Regions from separate parts of the Sus scrofa genome. Here region 2 is linked to region 1. The links are chromatin contacts, called in public Hi-C maps. All regions are on one chromosome and are shown on one strand. The core of a region is the stretch at or near the end of the contact, and the rest is flanking DNA. Distances in the headings are between cores, read along the strand shown.

Region 1 (5,398 bases), core at 841-3,340:
ATGGCTCTTACAAAGACACCTATTAGTGGATTCACAGCCTATCTGGATAATTCAGGGCGATCTCAAGAGCTTTAACTTAATTACATGTGTGAAGATTTTGTTTTCAAATAAGGTCACGTTGATAGTTTCTTGGTTTTTTTGTTTTGTTTTTTTCTTTTTATGGCCGCGCTTGCGGTATATGGAAGTTCCCAGACTAACAGTTGAATCAGAGCTGCAGCTGAGGCCTATGCCACAGCCACGACAATGTTGAATTTGAGCCCACTGAGTGAGGCCAGGGATTGAACCTGCATCGTTGCGGACACTGTGTCGGGTTCTTAACCCTCCGAGCCACAGTGGGCACACCACATTGATAGGTTTTGGAAATTAGGCTATGGATCTGTCTTTTGGTGGGGGAGCCACCATTCAACCCACTGTAAGGTGTTAGTAACCCTGTGTAGAGATGAGGACACCCACGTCCAGTGCACGGAGGTATTTTGCCCATGGTGCCCCAGCCGGTGGGTAGCAGCGCTGGGCTGGGACTTGCCCTCAGGTTTGCTTTGTGCAACATCATGGAACATCAGAGAATGCAGGACCATCCTGAGCCATCCGGCTTGCAAGACTCCATCTGGCCCATAGAGGGCGATCAACATCACTCTGTTAGGGAGGTGGTTATTGATCTTGAGGCCTTGACTTGAACGGCGAGGGGGCTGGCAACTCATCCATCTGCCTCTGTATTCCTAGCAAAGTGCAGAAAAAGGCAGAACAATGAAATTTAATGCCTCTAAGGCACTGTGCTCATATGTCCATGTACCTTTATAGTGTCTCCAGCCTGGGGTTCGTGGTAGTGCACAGGTGCGTGGACAAGGGCCGCACGGGAAGGCAGAACTGCCGCAGACCCGGTGCCTGCCGCCCTGCCCTCCTTGCTCACAGTCTACCTAAGTGACTTCGGCTCAGTCACTCTGCCTCGCTTCCCAAAGATGTAAGATGGGCTTTCATAATACTCTTCCCACAGATCCTACGGGGCGTGTCTGTGTTTTGTTGATTTGGATGGGGTGGGGGTGGGGGGTCCTGCCTGAAGGCAGCAGGAAGCAAAAGATAAACTGTCCAAGCCCTTCCGAGCCCGTGGGTTTTAGGACACATTTTAGTCTGCTTTCTACCTCCAGATGCAAGCGCATATTGTAACTGTGAGGGCGACGTGAAGCAAAGGACAATCACGCTCTTTTACTTAGATCAGAGCAAGGAACTCTGCTTACACTTCGATGGGAGGGAGACAAAGATCTCTTTGTGATGTCAGGGGATCTATTTCATGGGAATGGGGCCCGCCAGCGACTTCTCAGAGGAGGCTTTGGGAACCAGGAGGGAGGACCGTGGGGTACAGAGGGCAGGAATTAAGGGGGAGGAAACATCTTGACGCAAAGAGACTTTCCCAAAGTTGACGGCTCTCTGACTTTACAGTGGTTGACCCGGGAGTACGAGCCGGCCTCGGTGTCAACCGAACGGGGGCCAGGTTCATGCTCGTCTGCAGGCGTGGAGGTCTTTCTGCCTCCACCCATCCGACCTGTCTGAGCTCTCACTTTAAAGACCCGGCCGGAGTTCCTCCCCTGTCACTGACCAGTTGTCGACTTCGTAGGAGTTGCCTCACCATGCCAGGTCCCCCGGCTGTCACAGCCATGCTAGTAGCCACTCCCGAGGTGGCGTGTGAGATGGGCTGGATCAAAGCATGGCAAACTTCCGGCACAGTGCTTGCTTGGCCCACGGCAAGCGTCCAGAGGTTTTGACTTGTACGTGGGACGTCTTGCCATCCTCCTGTGTGACAGTTGGGAAAAGCTCCAGGTTGGGGCAGGAGCATCCCAGTGTGATGTAAGGACAGATGTGCTCTTGTGTTTCAAAATGAAGGCAATCTGAAATTTTTTTTTTTTTTTTAAATCCTTAAGTCCCGGCGAGGCTTGGTGCCGTACCAGAAAGTCCTTGTTTTCTGTGACCGTGGGTCTTGGGCCAGGTGTTGGAATGCCCCCACTCACCCCCCCCCCCGCCCCGGACTTCCTTCTACTGACTGCCTGCAGACAGGCCAGCTCCCAGGCATCTGAAACACCCCTCAGAAAGCAGGAATTTGCAAATCCGTTCCAAGCTGGAAGTGACTTTCATGGGATGGGGCCGCCCCGGCTCTGTGACTCTGTAACGAATTCCCCCAGTCCTGGCGGCTCTCCCGGAGCCTGGGACCTGATCAATGGATGAAAGGACTCGGGTCAGATTCAGGAGAAGGCCGTGTCTGGAATCTGGTGTGTGAGCTCCCAGCATGTGGAAACCTCAAGTCCTCAAGTTTCTTTATGATTTTCCGTATTCTTTTCTGGCAGCTCTTTTTAGGGAAGGACAATGTACCACCCTCCAAGTCAAAAGAAATTAAGTTTAGACTAGAAAAAATCAGAGATGCAACTTAGCAGCACACCTTCATTTTTCGGGGACCCACATCGATGGAAATGAACAGAATTGCCTGCTACACGTTTCTGTGCATGTGTTTGGACATCGATGGCTGTAAAGGTGGCCTGAAAAGAGGAGCAGTGCCCTCTGGATCCCAACACTGGCTTCTCGCATGAGCTGGGGATCCTGACTCGTTATGGAACTTGGAGCAGGCCTCCTAAATTCTCAGGAAGTCACTTTCCCTATTTCTAAAAGGAGTTGGCTTCAGAGTTTCCTTCCCTATTTACAATTCTTTGATGTATTTTCCAGCGTTAGGTAGAATTCACCGTTGCTGGATGCATTGTGAGAGTCTCTGCTGTTTGCAGGGTGCTTCCTCGCCTCATTGGTTGTTTGGAAGCTTCAGAGGAGCGTGGCAGAGAGGTGGTGTTACCCCAGCGTATAGATTAGGAAACAGGCTCGGGTCAGTTGAGTGTCAAGGCCAGATGACACTTTTGGCTGGTCAACGCGGGAGGTGAGACAAAGTCTCAGATCTCCTGAGATCCATCTCTTCCAGATATGAGAGTTCTTCCCAGTCGTGGCATGGAAATTGCTGGCAGAGCCAGAAACCATATCTAACCATGGCTGGTCTCTGCCAGAGGCAAAATCCTGCTCCCTTGGCTCTTTTGAATAGTGGTCGCCAGCCACCCCAGGGGGTCTCCTTAGGTTCTCTTTTGGGGTCCAGTTTATAATCAGACACGCCACGTGATAAAAACGCGGGTTTCCAACATGGGTCTTATGACCAGGTGTGCTGGTGGGAGAGAGCTCCAGGATGGACGCAGGGCAGGCGGGCGTCTCTTCTCTACCATTAACTGGCGGCTCCTGTATCTCCCCTTTCACATCTTTAAAATGGGCAGTACAATGTCCCCTGTGTAGGACGCTCCTGCCTGAATTCTCCCGCCTTCTTTATCGCTTCTTAATCATTTGTAAATGGAACACTCGGCAGTCATTAAAGGGATGTCATGTAGGAACACTGGACGCGTGAAAGACGGTTGCGGTATGTTGCTATAGGAAACAAATGACACGAAGTAGTATACATATATTTTTTTAATTGTTAAATTTTTATGGCTCCACCCGCAGCACATGGATGTTCCCGGGCCAGGAATTGAATCCGAGCAGCAGCTGCGGCAGTGGGTTCAAACCTGCACCTCTGCAGCGACCCGAGCCACTGCAGTCGGATTCCTAACCCGCTGGGTCACAGCGGGAACTCCTAAAGTAGCGTATTTTGTGTGAACTCTTTTGGCATGAAGATGTAAAGCAAGGCACGCAGTGACAAGAGGCAGATTATCACACACCAGGGCTGGTTATGGTTTTGGGATTCCTGGGGCTACCAGTGCTTTCCACCTCTCTTGACTTTTCTGCCTTTCCTTAGACGTATATACATTGACTCTGTGTTCACATGGTAATTCATTCATTGTTGTTTTTTTTTTTTTTTTTTTTCTTTTCTTTGAAAGGTGACCAGGTGAGGATTCTCTTTGGGGAGAAACTCGGATAAACAATTTGCTTCCAGGGAGTTGTTGAATAAGACCCATTTCCCCCCAGTTTTCCAAACAGACCCAAATTGTGTCATCCCCAGTCATGGCTAATTAACCCTCTTTCTGTTCAGTGAAGACAGCCGCTCTCAGCTGCCCATGGGTCAGTGGGAGAGAGGATGCGGCAGCCAAGCGCAGTTGGAGCCCGGGCGCCGCATCTGCTGCTGGCCTTTGCCAAACAGCTGTGCTCTGAGCAAGCCGCGTGATGACACTCAACCTGCAGGAAATGTGGGTCGTGAAGCTGGTCTGCAGGCTGGGGGACAAAGGGCGGACGGTTCTACTCCAGCAGGTGGGCCGGCCCGGGGAGAAGGGGCTCGAGCCATGCAGAAAGAATGTCTGTTGCTCTTAGTAATGAGCGAGGGTGGCCCAGCTGTTGGATAAGACCCTGGGCAGGATGCTGTTGCAATTTGGCCGAGAACCCACAGTCCCTGGGCTCCAGGCTTTCAACACAGAGAATCCTGAGGGGCGTTTTCCCCCCAGCTTTCTGGTAGAGCTGGAGAGAGAAAGAGCGGAAAAAATGGCACACGTACATGCAGAGCCATCAGTTACACACGTAGAGGCATCAGCTAAGCCCACATAGTCCTGCTCTTGGGTGTATCTCAGTCTCAGTTGCTTCAGTCTTGTCAGGAACTGAGAAGGGGAACTTTCTTTGCTCTTAGAACCAGTAGCTCTCAGCGTAGAAAATGAAATAACTTTGTTTCATACGTGACTGCATGTTTTTATTTTAATCTTTGTATTTAAGTGCATTTCCTTTTCTGGTTGCATTCTGTTCTGTGGCAAGCGCTACAGGCTTTCCACGTCGGAAAGTAAGAGCGTTCTTTTAAAAGTACATGGATGCAGGTAAAATGGAGGCATTTGGTACGTGATTAATAATACAGTTAGAACAGGGAAGTGGCCAAAAGCTTCAAAGCACGATGCAAACCACTGAAATGTGGGCATCCTTATTCCTCGCTGGCCTGGGGGGTTGAGAGGTCTGGGGCTTTGCTGGCTCACCTGCTAGTCGGTTGGATGTAAGTCCGTAGCTGTCCAACTTGTCTGTCCATTGGAATCACCTGGGGAGGGGGTGGGGCCGGCTTCAAAAACTACCGCTGAGCTTGTATCTCCTCCCCAGAGATTCTGCTTGAGCAGATCTGGGGAACGGCCTGGGTTTTGGAGGCTGTGAAAGATCCCCAGGTGATCCTAATGTCAGGCGGTGGACCCACCGCTCCAAGCAAAGGCTTTGATTTCCCCGGGACTTAGTTTCCTTGCCTGTGATACTGGGTTGTTTATCTCATAGCCAGGATCTGCCCTGCCCCCCACATTCTTAAACATGCAGGCCAAGAGCTTCCAGTGAGGGGTTCAACACTTGCTTGCTGAAAAGGGTCACTGGATAGTGGGATGACATTGACTGGTCCTCAGTGCCTTTAACTCAGCTTTCGTCTCTGCAAATGAAT
Region 2 (5,398 bases), core at 820-3,319, 810 kb after region 1:
ATGCATAATATTTAACCCCAACATCAACCTTGAAATGCAAATATTACCAACGGATATTCTATTGAAAAGGATAATGGAGACTCAAAAATGTATGTAGCCCTAGGTCACACGGCTGAGTAGCTGTAAGAGAATGATGTTTAAGAGCATGAACTCTGGAGAAAGAATACCTGGGTTCGTCTTCCCTTTGCTGCTTATTAGCTGGGGAGTTGGGACAAGCAGCCTCTAAACTAATTGATGCTTAATTTATCCCACCTCCTGGTAGTCATGGACTTGAATGATCCCTTCCCCTTGAATAACTTGCTTCTAACCAGTAGAATATAGAAAGATTGTATAGCTATCATTTGGGTGATCAGGATGCAAATACTGTGAATTCTGTCTTGTTAGAAAACTCTCTATTGCTGGCTTTGATGAAGCAAGTTGCCATGTGGGAGAACTGAGGCTGACCTATAGCCAACAGTCTATGTTATATAATAGGGAACTGAATTCTGAACTCTGCTGTGTGAGTTATCCTAGAAATAATTCCCTCCCTACTTAAGCCTTCAGATGAGATCCCATTCATAGAAGATACCTTGATGGCTGCCTTACGAGAAACTGCGAAGCAGAAAACCCAGATATGCCGTGTCCTGCGGCCTGACCCAAGAAAATGTGAGATAATACATATGTGTCATTTTCATATTTGGGGGTAATTTGTTGTATGACAACAGCGAGCCAACGGAGGGAGTGTGGGCAAGTTGCGTAACATCCCGTTGCCTCGGTTTATTATTATTTAAATAGAGATGCATATTCACGACAATTTCAGAAGATTGCTGGGAGGATTCTGGGAGATGATATATATATAAAGCCTGACATTTGGGAAATGGTTAAGTGTTATAAGTAGCAAAGCGGAGAGCCAAACCTGAGTCTGGCTGCTGCTGCAGCTCTTTTCCCTACAACACCTCTCTTGCCCTCTGCCCGGTCCGTCGTAAGAATCTTACCTTTAACATCTATTCACAACTCATTCACGGTTTTGGATGTTGTCGCTAACCACGTCCCTAAATGGACCTTGTTCCTGACTCAGCGTTATCCTCAGGTCCTAAATCCATTCTTGACCTTAAACCAAAAAAAAAGAATTGACTTTGCCACTTTACTGCCCCAAAACCTTTCTGGAGCCCCTGTTTTTCTCGACTTCTGGCTTCCTGTGCCCAGGTTAATTTACATTCAGTTTCCTGGGCCTCATTCCTGAGCTTAGAAGTATATATGAGATCTAAATGTGGAACCTGGAAAGACCGAAAGAAAGATAACTAAGGATGAGAAGATGTGTCTTCTTGTTTCATGTCTTCCTTAAGTAAGTTAACTCATCATTTCCTTTCGTTTTTTTGTACGATTTTTATTTTTTCTATTATAGTTGATTTACATATCGATGAATTTTAAACATCCCTCTGTCAGGAGTTCCCTTGTGGCACAGTGGGTTAAGGGTCCTGTATTGTCATTGCAGTGGCTCAGGTCACCGTTGTGGCACGAGTTGGAACTTCCACATGCTGTGGGCATCGTCAAGGAAAAAAATCCTTTACAACTAGTTTTTCCATAGTAATCCTTTTTTTTTTTTTTTTTTTTTTTAGCGAAGCTAATCCTCTCCTTCTTTCACCTGATGAGGGATTTTTGCAATATTAAATGTCCCTCCCTGAAGCTGCTTCAGCTTAGGCATGACTTTAAATATGGATAACCCATCCCCCTTACCACCCCGCTTCCTCCATAACCCACACTCCTTTCTCATGTAGAAAAATCTTTCTTCAAAATTCAAAAGGCCAAGGGGTCTTCCGAGGGAAGTTAAATCCCTTTATATTTTGCCAGAGAACTTTCCCACAAAGAGGAAATTCTACAAATACTCAGATGACATCACCAAGAAAAGGCCCTTGTTCCCCCAGGGCCCAGCCTCCCTGGAAGATGACAAGGGTTAGGGCTAGAGAAAGCCCGGGCTACTTGTCGGATTTGGCAAGCGGCAGCCAACAGCTGGTCAAGCCGGTTAATTAGCCCTGCGCTCTGCTCCCGTCCAGCCTTTACTGGCAAAGGCAGAGGCAAGCGGTTCTGGCCTGCTCTTCTCTTTCTATTAACAAAGCCCAGTGCCATCGGATTACCTTGGCCGGGGGCCAGGCCTGCTCGCCGTTTGCCTGCCTGCGCGTTACCATGGCGATGGCGATGCGCCTTTTGCCAAGGCAGCAGCTGGTGGATGGCTAGCGATTACCTGCCAAGCAGATTTACGAGCTCCAAAATGCAGACCTTTCTCTGATAAGTAACAGAAGAGGGAAGTTCCAGACTGAGACAAGGACGGAAGGGTCCCTGCACCTTTTGACCCATCCCTTCTATTTTAATTTGCGAACAAAAGATGATTATCCTCCACCGTTTGTCCAGATGCCCATCCGCTAAGCTCATAGGCCCATCTTGTCTCATCTTTTTCTTGCATCATCTTATTTGGAGGAGAGGCAATAAACAGTTTAGTCTTTGTCTTTGCTGCGAGAAACACGCTACCCGCCCTCAGCATCCTGCAGCAGGAGCAGCAGCGCCTCCCACACAGCCCAGTGCAGCGCTGGGCGGGAGGGAGGGGGCTCCAGCCATGAAAAGAATTTCCGGAAAGGAAAAAAAGCAGTGCCCCCTTTGATAGAATTATGAAAATTTAGTGGAAAGCATAGGATGATAATAGTTTTCACCTAAGAAGAGATTCCCAGGGAATTCTGGGTCCCTGAATTTTAGGATTTTTTTCTCTCCTTAAATTTTATGTGGAAAGCATTTATTAAACACTACCTGTATGTAGACTTTGTTTTTATTGACTTTCAAGCAACAGTCTTTTATTATTTCCATATGGATTCAATACTGGGACCATCTAGAATGAGTAAGCTTTCAAAAGGCAGACATGGGGAGGTGAGCAGGGCACTCTGGGCAGAGAAGGTGGGCTCATTCCGGGACAGAGGCAGGACTCAAGAGAGGAGTGTTTTGGATAGCTCAAGTGGGAGCTGTGCATGGGAGCAAGGAGAGCAGAAGCAGCAAGTTAGGGGCAGCAGGCTGGGTTTTCAATGTCTTAGAGAACTCGTCATTGAGGAACTTATATGCTGTTCTCCAGGCAATAGAGAGCTAATAAAGTTCTTAAGCCAGAGTAAAACAAGCAGTTATGCTTTAGGAATGAAACTCACTGCGCTGCATGCAGAATGGATGGGGGTGGAGCGGAGAGCGATGGAATAATGGGTGAAATGTATCAGGAAAAGGGCGCTTTCCTATCAAGGGATGAGGAAGTGGATGCAAGACCGGTTTCAGCAATGGTTCCATATTAACATCATGACAGCTGATGCAGAGGGGAGGCCTTTCAGGCCCTGGCTCCAGGCTCCAGGATAACTGCTCCATGTCTGTCCCTCTCTAGTGCACACATCTGTCTCAGCCACTGTCATTACCATTATCCCCACATCATCGCCATCATCAAGTCCCAGATGAAAAAAACTCAATTCTCAGATGTGTCTGGGATTACAGAGCAGGTAGAACAGGTAAAGCATTGTTTTGTAGTTTTAATTCAGAGCAGTCTGGTTCTAGTCTTTGGGTCCTAACTATTTTACCACACCACCTTCCAAATTCCATTCAAAATGAGATGAGATCCATTTCTGGGCCACCCAGTGCTTATAATCTAAGGCAGGGGTTGGTGAACAAACTTTTACTGTAAAGGGTCACATGGTAAATGTTTTAAGCCTCGTGGGCCATGCAATCTGTGTCGCAGATACGCTGCCATGGTCATAGACCGTGTGTAAACAAATGAGTGTAGATGTGTTTCAATAAAACTTTATTTACAAAAAAAAAAATTGGTAGCAGGGCACCTTTGGCTTATGAGATCTAGTTTGCCAGGCCCAGATCTAAGGTTAAAAAGGATAAGTTCTTCTTTGGGTGTAAAAATAGAAGCGCTAATATGGTAAATCACTGAATTAAATTAGCTTAAGAGACAGAAATTTAGATAAGGAGGAACCTTCTAGTTTATATCTCTCCAAGGACCCAAATCCTGGAGAGATGACCTGAGGATCTGTACTATCCAGGAAGGACAGAGGGTCATGGGGCATTAGGGCTAATATCAACATCTCTTAGAGAAAGCAGGTGAACTTTAAAAAAGTCTGCTTTCCCAGCAAAATCAACAGAGTAAACCTTACTGGATGTTCTCGGTTGGAATTATGTGAATGTTGGAATGAAATCACAGAGTGACAACTTCCGTAGTTATATGAACAACCTCCAGAGCAATGATAAATCTCCTGGGATCACTTGCCGAACCATTTGTAGATGTGTGTCTATGAGATCATCCTTTACTTTCCCCCACCTGGAGAGAAGGAGCAGGACTCCGTGGGTAAAGCCCACTGAGCCTTGGACTCAGCGAGACCTCCAGTTATTACCTCTGTTACACAGAACATGCAGCTTCCCCTCTCTTAGTTTGCATGTCTATAAAATGGAACAAAAATAACATCACTCTGTTGGGGGGTGGGAGGGTGTTGTTCTGAGAATGGTAAATATCAGTCATTGTCCTTGGAGTTCCCTAAGCAGGATAAGAGTGAAGGCTAAGTCCAGCCGTCTCTGAGAGAGGAGAGAGGGTAGTTGAGGGGTTGAGCTCATGGCCTCTGGAGACAGGCGCTGGCCTCTCCTTTTCTCTCCATTTGCAAATAAAAGTGACGGGGTGCCCCTCACTGAGCTATTGTGAGGATAAAAGAAGATGATGCTGATGATGCAGAGTTCAAAGGATGCCTGACCCATGGTAGGTGTCCTTTAAGTTTGAAATTTATGTAGATGGGCAAACTGAGGCCCAGAAGATGAAGTGACTTGTGCAAAGTCATGGTGCCTCTGGGAAGTGTGTATCTTGGAAATGAGAGAATGGTTGCAAAGTCAATCCTAAAATGTTACTGTTTTCTACCCAAAAATTGACAAAAGGAAATGTGTTATTCATGAAAAGCATTTCCGGAGGGCTGATCACATGCCAACAGCCCTCCAAGTGTTTTACGCTGACCTTCGCATTCGTCCTCTCAGCAGTTCTGTAAGGTGCCTGCCATGAAGAGCCCTGTTTTCGTCAGAGGAAATCGAGGCACTCGGAGGTTAAATTAACTTTCTCAGGGTGACATGGCAGTAAATGGCAGAGCTGGGGTTTGAACTCAGGCATTTCGCTGCACTGCCTCTCAAATAACCTTAGAAAGTGGAGACAGAGAATAGCAGAGGATAATGAGGAATGGCCAAGGTGAAGGAGGAGACGACCCCGTATTCTCAATCAAAAGGACTTTAGTGTGAAAAGTGTCCCGTTCAGTAAGGGTGTCAAATGATTTGGCTCTTCTTTTTTTGTTTTTATGTATTTTTGGTTTTTTAGGGCTACACCCACGGCATATGGAGGTTTCCAGGCTAGGGGTCGAATTGG

The links. A called contact is a pair of places that touch in the nucleus more often than the background predicts.
Region 2: a Hi-C map of fetal skeletal muscle shows a contact between it and region 1, with 2.4 times the contacts expected there. A contact is called at or near these places in 2 of 47 Hi-C or Micro-C datasets (embryonic fibroblasts and fetal skeletal muscle) and 1 of 2 datasets of targeted methods (skeletal muscle).

Annotation. Positions count from the first base shown.
Region 1 is chr4:10,797,146-10,802,543 of Sscrofa11.1, forward strand. No RefSeq gene overlaps it. Among named protein-coding and RNA genes, the nearest start is that of FAM49B, 320 kb to the left of the region's middle.
Region 2 is chr4:11,608,377-11,613,774 of Sscrofa11.1, forward strand. No RefSeq gene overlaps it. Among named protein-coding and RNA genes, the nearest start is that of MYC, 850 kb to the right of the region's middle.